Linked DNA regions of Mus musculus: all the other regions are linked to region 2. The links are chromatin contacts, called in public Hi-C maps. All regions are on one chromosome and are shown on one strand. Each heading gives the region's core, a stretch centred on a gene start, on an enhancer-like site or on the middle of the called end of the contact. The rest is flanking DNA. Distances are from core to core; before and after follow the strand shown. Region 1 has its middle 30 kb from the start of Zfp217. Region 2 overlaps Tshz2 (teashirt zinc finger family member 2). Region 3 overlaps Gm34112 (a long non-coding RNA gene).

The links. Hi-C and Micro-C count contacts between places; a contact is called where the count stands out from the background.
Region 1: a contact with region 2 is called in a Hi-C map of the N1E-115 cell line, with 6 times the contacts expected there. The contact joins two enhancer-like sites. A contact is called at or near these places in 3 of 484 Hi-C or Micro-C datasets (the N1E-115 cell line and embryonic stem cells), 1 of 115 datasets of contacts at active chromatin or transcription factors (pancreatic cancer cells) and 1 of 9 other capture datasets (embryonic stem cells).
Region 3: a Hi-C map of the N1E-115 cell line shows a contact between it and region 2, with 3 times the contacts expected there. The contact joins two enhancer-like sites. A contact is called at or near these places in 1 of 484 Hi-C or Micro-C datasets (the N1E-115 cell line) and 1 of 9 other capture datasets (embryonic stem cells).

The regions. Positions count from the first base shown.
Region 1 is chr2:170,100,077-170,102,776 of GRCm38.p6, reverse strand. No RefSeq gene overlaps it. Among named protein-coding and RNA genes, the nearest start is that of Zfp217, 30 kb to the left of the region's middle. Within about 2 kb of position 1,421, at least 31 of the 459 cell types and tissues checked have an H3K27ac peak or open chromatin away from gene starts, as enhancers often do. A contact at or near this core is called in the N1E-115 cell line, where this site is marked.
Region 2 is chr2:169,749,839-169,752,538 of GRCm38.p6, reverse strand. The region is part of intron 1 of Tshz2 (teashirt zinc finger family member 2); the gene reads right to left. Among named protein-coding and RNA genes, the nearest start is that of Gm34344, 84 kb to the right of the region's middle. Within about 2 kb of position 1,253, at least 44 of the 459 cell types and tissues checked have an H3K27ac peak or open chromatin away from gene starts, as enhancers often do. A contact at or near this core is called in the N1E-115 cell line, where this site is marked.
Region 3 is chr2:169,480,544-169,483,243 of GRCm38.p6, reverse strand. The region is part of intron 1 of Gm34112 (a long non-coding RNA gene); the gene reads left to right. Gm14249 (predicted gene 14249) reads right to left here. Exons shown (of 7, transcript NR_166520.1): 2 at 2,457-2,624; 3 at 768-838. Among named protein-coding and RNA genes, the nearest start is that of Gm34112, 13 kb to the left of the region's middle. Within about 2 kb of position 1,378, at least 18 of the 459 cell types and tissues checked have an H3K27ac peak or open chromatin away from gene starts, as enhancers often do. A contact at or near this core is called in the N1E-115 cell line, where this site is marked.

The DNA of each region.
Region 1 (2,700 bases), core at 172-2,671, 350 kb before region 2:
TGATGGCACATGACTCTAATCCCCAGCCTTCAGCGTCAGCCTGGGCTACCAAGACTTGAGCCTTTGTCTCAAAACCTAGACAGAGCGAGAGGAATGGTGCAGAGCTTAAGAGTGTGAGACACTCTGGTAGAGGGCTTGGGTTTGATTCCCAGCACCCACGTCGCAGCTCCCAACCACTGGTGGCTTCCATTCCAGGCGACCCAATGTTCTTCTCTGGCCTTTGTGTACACTGGGCAAGCAAGCAGTGCACAGGCACATGCAGGCAAAACACATATGCATAAAATAAAAACAAGTTGGGCTGGCAAGATGGCTCAGTGGTTAAGAGCGCCGACTGCTCTTCCGAAGGTCCCAAGTTCAAATCCCAGCAACCACATGGTGGCTCACAACCATCCGTAATGAAATCTGATGCCCTCTTCTGGAGTATCTGAAGACAGCTACAGTGTACTTACATATAATAAATAAATAAATAAATAAATAAATAAATAAATAAATAAATAAATAAATCTTTAAAAAAAATAAATAAAAACAAGTTTACAAAAACCCGTCCGTTATTTTCTGTTAAGGCAGCTCTTTAAAAGAGAAAAGGAAATTACATCTTCGTTGGGGGTGAATGCCAGGGCCTGTGAGCGGGAGCCAGAGCACCCCCTGCAGGGGACAGTTCTCTCCTTAAGAACAACCAGTGCTCTTCTTCAGATGCTCTTCTCTTCAGAAGCCCGGAGTTTGGGGTTCAGCTCCAGGGCACCGGGTCCCTGTGGTCTCCTTGGGTACATGCACACATGTGCACATACCCGCATGCAGATACCTATATATAAAAATATTAAAAGCAATCCTGAAAACTGCCCCCCCCTCCCACCCCAAATATAGCAAATGTTTCCTGAACTTTTATTTGTGCCCAGCAACCTCGGATGCTTCTGTGCATTTAACACTTGTTTCTTTGACTATTATTATTGTATGTGTACATAGGGTGCCTTGCGTAGGTACATGTGGCACGGTACCCTGGAGGTCACAGGGCAAGCTTTTGAAGATGGCTCTCTATTTTCACTTTTATGTGGGCTCTGGGGAGTCTCTCTTAGTTCATCAGGCACGTGGGGCAGGCACTTCTTACTCTCCAAACAATCTGGCTGACTCCTTGCTTTCCATTTTTTATATCTGAACCTCACAGAGTATGGCGTCCTCTGCTCCTTGGTACGTATCGGGAAACTTAAGGTCCAGGGTCAAATTATGACCTCGGCAATGAAGTCAGGATACACTGAAGGGAAGTCCTCGTCAGGTTGGGTTACTTTTCGCTGGAGAATTCTGGAAGGTCAGGGTTTGGTTGTAAAGGAAGCAGATGAGGGCAACTTCCTGACTTGGTGTAGCAGAGAAGCTCTGTCCCCCGTTCCTCGTGCAGGTTACGCAGCTTTTGGCCACACGGGGGCAGCGTTTGCTAAGGAGAGCAACCGGTTGCAAGTTGGAGACAAAGGCCAGAAGAGCAACCTAGAAGAGCTGTCCCTGGGATTCTGACCAGGTTCAGGAAACGAACCAGCATCCCTCGGCTGTGGGATACAGACCGATACAGACCAGGTCTGGCCCGAGGCTATCAAATGGAAGGTTCTGATCTGTGAAGCTGTGGAGACAGAGTTCACAGCAGACTCATTTTGGGGAGACTGCCAAGGATGCCCTGAGAACTTTGTCACAGGCAGAGTATGCTTTTTGCTCTGGTGTAATTATTTCAAAGAGAATGAAAGACTTAATTTTGTATTGGGGCAGTCCTTCACAGATTTCCACAATTCGTTGACCAACGGCACTGAACAGTTTAGTGTCGTCGCAGAATGCCATATTTTGATTTTGCCAGAGGAGGGAGGTTATTAAAAAAATATAGCAACAGAATTATATTAGTGTTAACTATTACCATTCACAAAAGGGGAACAAGGCAGCCTGGAAATGCCACCAAACGTCATTAAATAGTGAAAGGCATAAAAGCAAAATACGGGAGAGGTGGTTTAGTGGAAGAAGTCACGTGGCTATTGCAGAGGACCTGAGCTCAGTTCCACTCACCCTGGGAAGCTCACAGCTGCCGGTAACTCCAGCTCCGGCGGATCTGACACCCACATTTGGCTTCCAAAAACACCTGAACTCATGTGCACATACACACATGCATGCATATAATTCAAAATAATAAAAATAAAAACTATAACTCCATTTACAAGAAGTCACATCTGACCCCAAATCTCTGAGATTCTCTCTCTCTCTCTCTCTCTCTCTCTCTCTCTCTCTCTCTCTCTCTCTCTCTCTCTCTCTCTCTCTCTCTCTTTTGGTTTTCAAGACAGGGTTTCTCTGTGTAGCCCTGGCTGTCCTGGAACTCACTCTCTAGACCCGGCTGGCCTCGAACTCAGAAATCTGCCTGCCTCTGCTTCCCAAGTGCTAGGATTAAAGGCGTGCACCACCACTGCCCAGCAAGCTCTGAGATTCTTATCTATGACCCACTAAAACGGACCTGGACTTAGCCCTGGCTCCACTTACACTACCCCCTGAGCAGCTGAGTGCCAGTCTAGCACGTGCCCTGGTTCTCAACCTTCCTAATGCACTGACTCTTGAAAATTCTCCATGTGGTGACCCCAGCCATAAAACTATTTTCATTGTTACTTCATAACTGCAATTTTGCTAGTGTTATGAATTGTAATGTGAATTTCTGATAAGCAGAATTATCTATTATGCGGC
Region 2 (2,700 bases), core at 4-2,503:
GCATCAAGGTTAGTCTTTAAATGGGTTATTTTAAAGTCCATACATTTGGTTTTTACTTATTTTTCAAGTGAGAGGAAACACTGATCTCCGCCTGGCCCAGTCACAGCTCTGACTTCTGAAGGAGGTCCTAGGAGGAAGAGGTCCGAAACTCCGCATTGCCAAAACAAGTTGGTGATGAATTTTCCAGCTCCATTCTAATTTCAGATTGTAAAGTGTGTTCCCAGAAGGGAAACCGCGGAAGTAATCACAATACGATTCAATTAAAGATGATTTTAAAAGGAGAAGAGGGGAGTCCGCTGGAATCTGCCGGAGAAACCGCAGGGACTTGGGGCTGAGCTTGCATGGTGTCTCCAAAACTCTTGGGGAGTGTTTCAGTCATTACTCATTAGGTTGATTGGATGTCTTCATTGTAACCTTTGAAGCTCAAGAATGAAGAGAGCAGGCAGTTGTGCTACGTAGGCCTATCACCCAGCGAGCTGGTGTGAGGAGGACGCAGGAGGGTTTTAAGGTCAGGGTCAGTTGGGCTGCATAACGAGACCGTAGCTCAAAACATCAGGAAAACCCCCTGCCTCCAAAATATGGAAATAAAAGTGAAGGCAAATCCTATTTAAAAACTCAGAACTATTTCCCAGCTTTTACCAAGAAAAATGACAAGATATTAAAGGTCTCTATGATTATCGGCTCTCCTCAAGAATTGCAAGGTAATAAGACAGAACTTGATGTAGTGATAAGAAACCCCTCCTCATCTTCCACTCTTAATAACCAAATATTATTAAATCAATAATTTTGGCAATGATCTGAACAGGTTATTAAACATCATGAATTATTAAGCTGAAGGTTGATCAGAGCCACGAAAATAATTCGAGTTAACGGGAATCTCTGGATTTCTAATAAAATATCCAGTCATTGACGAAAACATCTCTGTTAGGATTCGTCTGGAACAAGAAAGGCAGATCCCACAGATGTCGTTAAGGAAGAGAACACATTCCTTTCTGGATTACAGGAAATTAAAAACCCAGATCACTAGGATCAAAATAGCAGGAGATTAAACAGCCCAAGTGGAAAGGTGCCGACGCCTATGGAGAGGTAGCTCCCCCCGCCCGCCCAATCCAGGTGGTTCCCCCACCCCAGTGAATGTTCCACTGATTGTCAGAGACCTGAAAAAGACTTGGGAAATGGCCATGGATTCCTCAATGCTGGGTGTGCCTCTGGCGAGGGGAAATGGGCATAAAGCAATTAGTCCATGGCCCATAGCCAGCTGCACTCTGTTCCAGTCGCTTTGCCTTAAGCAAGGAGTGTGTGCAAAAGTATTTTGTCCAGACATTATCCAACAACAGGCAGTGGAATGTGATTTAATTTAGAAGGGACCAGGGGGCAGGAGAGAAGAGGCCTGGGGTGGGCCCCCGAGCAGGCAGAAAGGTCTGGTGGACTTTGACCTTTCTGTGAGATCACATTTACCATCCCAGAGAATACTGACACAAACAAGCCATCCTGGCTGTCAGAGGAACTGAAGACAAACAGATGCCCCTCACTCTCTGGTTGCATACCTTCTCCAGTTCAGGCTTCCTGCTCAGATGAGATCTTGCCAAAAAGCATTATCCCGTGCTAGAATTTCCTAATTCTAACTCGACTCTGTCATTGACGAGTTTAGTGACATGCATTTCGCCCCCCCTTTAACCATTTAATGCAACATGAGCTCTGAATGTTACCAGGGAGAGAAAACTGAGACCGGCAGGGGATTTAGACTTTGGCAAAATGACAGGTGGCTTGGGACCGTCTGGCAATGCATCAGCAAATGGGAAGGCCAAGGCCTTTAGGTCTTTCGACACGAAAGCCAAGAGATTGCAAATAGGTTAGCAGGGCAGGGACAGGGGTCAGATCTCCATGCCTGCATGCCAGGTTGAATCATCTACTTTCTGTGGGGTCTCAGCAAGGACACACATCTCCATAAGTCTCAAAGTTAGCCATCTTGTGGACTTAACAGCTTTCCCCAAAGCCAGCCACACAGTGGTCTAAGGCCAGCACCAGGCACTGAGTGCACACTTAGCCACTAGGCAATCGGTGGAGTCTTGGAGGCAGATTCCTTCCATTATTATACTCATCTATAGACAAGTAGGGACAGGAATAGAAAACAAAACAAGACAAAAAACCTGCAATAAGTGAAGAATATCAGGAAGAAATTCAACCATCAAATTCTGATGATTATGTTTTCGATGTGAGAGACTGTGGGATGTTTCTTGAAGGAGGTGATCAAGCCTAACTTGGAACCTGGGAGTGTATCTAATACAAGAGAGCTGCAGAGGACTCCCACAGCCATGGGGGGGGGGAGAAACAGCTGGGTTTAGTGATTTCGGGGCTCAAGTGGGAGTTGAGATCTTCACAGAAACCCCATGAGAAAATCTCACTTTAGTGGGAGGCAACTCCCTAGCCCCTACCTTGCCCCACCTCACAGGACCTGACTGCATCTTCAGGTGCTCCTGTGTCCCTGTTGATATTTTGTCAACAGAGAAGGTGAGCCCCCTTCCATTTTTCTTTCACTGAAACTAGATTTATTTGTAAGATCACAAGGTGGCATTTGGAAGTGGTCCCAACACACAGGCAAAGCCTTCCTGGCAATCAGATCGTGCTGAAACCGAAAGGTAAGAAAATATATTAAGAGAGAGAACTGTAACCATTCAAGGACACAGCAAACCACAACCT
Region 3 (2,700 bases), core at 129-2,628, 270 kb after region 2:
CAGTGGGCAGCCTCTACCCCAAATCTCACGAGAGAAATTAACTCCGAGAGCGTCTGAGATGGTTGGGTTCTGTCTCACATCTGGGAGCCCACAGCCATTCCAGCCTTGGCAGCTGCCTCTTCTACAGCACCCCTCATTAAGCAGGAGATGAAACATGCAAAGACACGGTACATGGACGTAGGGATCACACACAGCCTTTCTCCTCCATTTTGGAGTTCTTTCTTAGTGATAATGATGTGGATTATCTTGAAGCTGACCCACTCAATAAAATGCTTTGGGGAACTCATTGTCTATCATACCTCTAGAAATTTTTGATAGAAGATTCTGGGCCAGGGCCTGGAGGGATGGTCAAGCTATAAAGAGCATAGTCTATTCTTCTAGAGAACTGAAATGTCACCCCCAGGTCTCACATCAGGTGGTCTGCAAACACCTGTGATTCAAACAGGAAGGTCTCTGATGCCCCTGGGCCTCCACAGACATTCACTGTGTGTTGTGTGCATATATACACAGAGACATGCATACCTACACATAAATAAAAACAATAAAATAAATACATCTAAAAAAATAGCTTGCCCTATCTGTTTGTAAAGTATACAACGATAAGAGAAATAGGATCCTGGCTGTGACATTTCTGGAGGTCAACCCTGCTTGCCTTCCCATGTCAGGGGTTCTAGTCTGGTAATAGAGTCCATATACAGCACACATCAGGTTTCAGAGAAGCCCCTAGGACACCTTCGAGGGTAACCACTGTTAGCAGTAACACATACCTCTTTCAGTTCAGCAGTGTTGTCTTCGGGCTCTGGACTCCTTGGCTTCCTCACCCTCTGGCCTGTTTGCCCTGTGGAAGGTTCAAGTTCTCATCACAGATAACGAGGAAATGAGATTACGATGTTAGCTTTCTCTAGAGATAACAGCAGTCCAGGTCATAAAACTACCATATGGCAGTTTTGGCAGGCTCTGCCGAGTACCATGGACTAATTATCACATAGACAGACTCTGGTCCCCATTTGCCAGCGCCTCCGGGCCCCCTGTGGCAGGGCTTGGCAACCTGGCGGGGGTGAGAGGCTGTATTGTGTTTGGCAGGGACATGATGTGACCTTACTGTGGCCATTTCTATCATCTCTTAACATTTTGCTCGTGATTAAGCTTATCATTTCAAATAAACACAAAATGTCAGGTCTCTGGGTCTGCTTAACATAGAGAGCCAAAATAGACCTCTGTTTGATTTAAAGGGGGTCCGGGCCAAGAGAGCAATCTGATCAGTTCCCCCATCTGACTTTTATTAGAGCGATGGAAGAACGGGGGTGGGGGGGAGGGCAGCATCCTCGTTCCAATTGGATGGCTGCCACCAGCCAAACCCACTGTGCACAACCCACGACTCTTCGAAGACCTCTGGCTTAGTGACTCAGAGCAGTGGTCCTGGGTTGACCTTCCTGCTTGGTACCTGTGAGCCCTGAGTTACGTCAGTTGTGCTTTCTTTTTTCTGCATCAGGGAAGGGAAAGCATCCCTGGGACCATCCTGAAGAAATGCTCCCCGATAAGATGAGATTAAGGGCTTGTCAAAGTCCTCCTGGCCAGGTTTCCAGTCAGCACTGTCCTTCAGCAGACCTCTGGCTGTGCTCTGGTACTAGACACAGTCTATGGGAATGCCCGACCCCAGCCCCAGCAAGCATTGGCTCTTCTGGAAGGCACTGATGGGTAAAGAAATGGTCAAGGGAAGGAGATCTGTGAGGGTTCAACTGCAGAGGAGATGTGGTCATCTGGGTTTCCCACCAGAGCAGCTGGATACCTTCCCTCTCCTTCCTCCAGCCTTGCCTCTGGTTTGTGATTGCAGCATGCAGGATGGAATGAGTCAGTAGTCCACAGCCACAGATTCTAGGCAACTGTGGGGCTTAACTCAGAGCAGAAGTCAAAGTCTCCTCTTTCCTCCAAGCCCATTTATTGCTAGATTTATTTAATAAACATGAAAATGCCTGGCCTGCTTCCGGTCCACTCACCAGCTCGCCACAGAGACGCTTCTCTCCCCAGCTCGCTCTTTCTCAGTCCTCAAGCCAAATGTTCACGTTGCATTTCGAACAAGCTGCAGTCCTGGCCCTGCCTCTTCCTGAATTTTCTTATATTCCCTGACAGAGCAAGCCTCTTTCTCACTCCACTCAAATATCATTTCCTACTTAGCATTTACTTATTTATGTCCAAGGGGGTCCTTCCTCAGAAGATAAGCCAGAGACCCTGGTCACATGCCCCCAAAAGTAGAAAGCACCGAGGGCAAACAGCAGAGCCGGTGACTGCTAACTTCATCGCGCTGTAAGTTGCCCGCCCCCCCCGCTTCTGCTAGACACAAGCTCCATCAAAGTCTTGGATCTAGATTGATCAATGCAATTCCCACTAACCAGCCCAGTGTCTTACACAAAGTGGCACTCAATAAGTATTTGTTTATTGATAAATTGAGCACTTACGAGTGTCGCCAGAAGGGTCTCTCCTGAGATGATGACAGAAAGGCTCCGGGCTCACAGGTAAGGTGACAATGAAGACTCAGAATGATAAATGCTATCATGTGTCGCAGGTGCTGTAACATAGATGGGGCTGCTGCCTTTTACCATGCGTCTGTGATGTCCACGGATATCCTTCAGGGGAAGACAGATACACACTAACACCAACAAAACAAAGCCCTATTTGCAATTGATGGAAGACATAAAACAT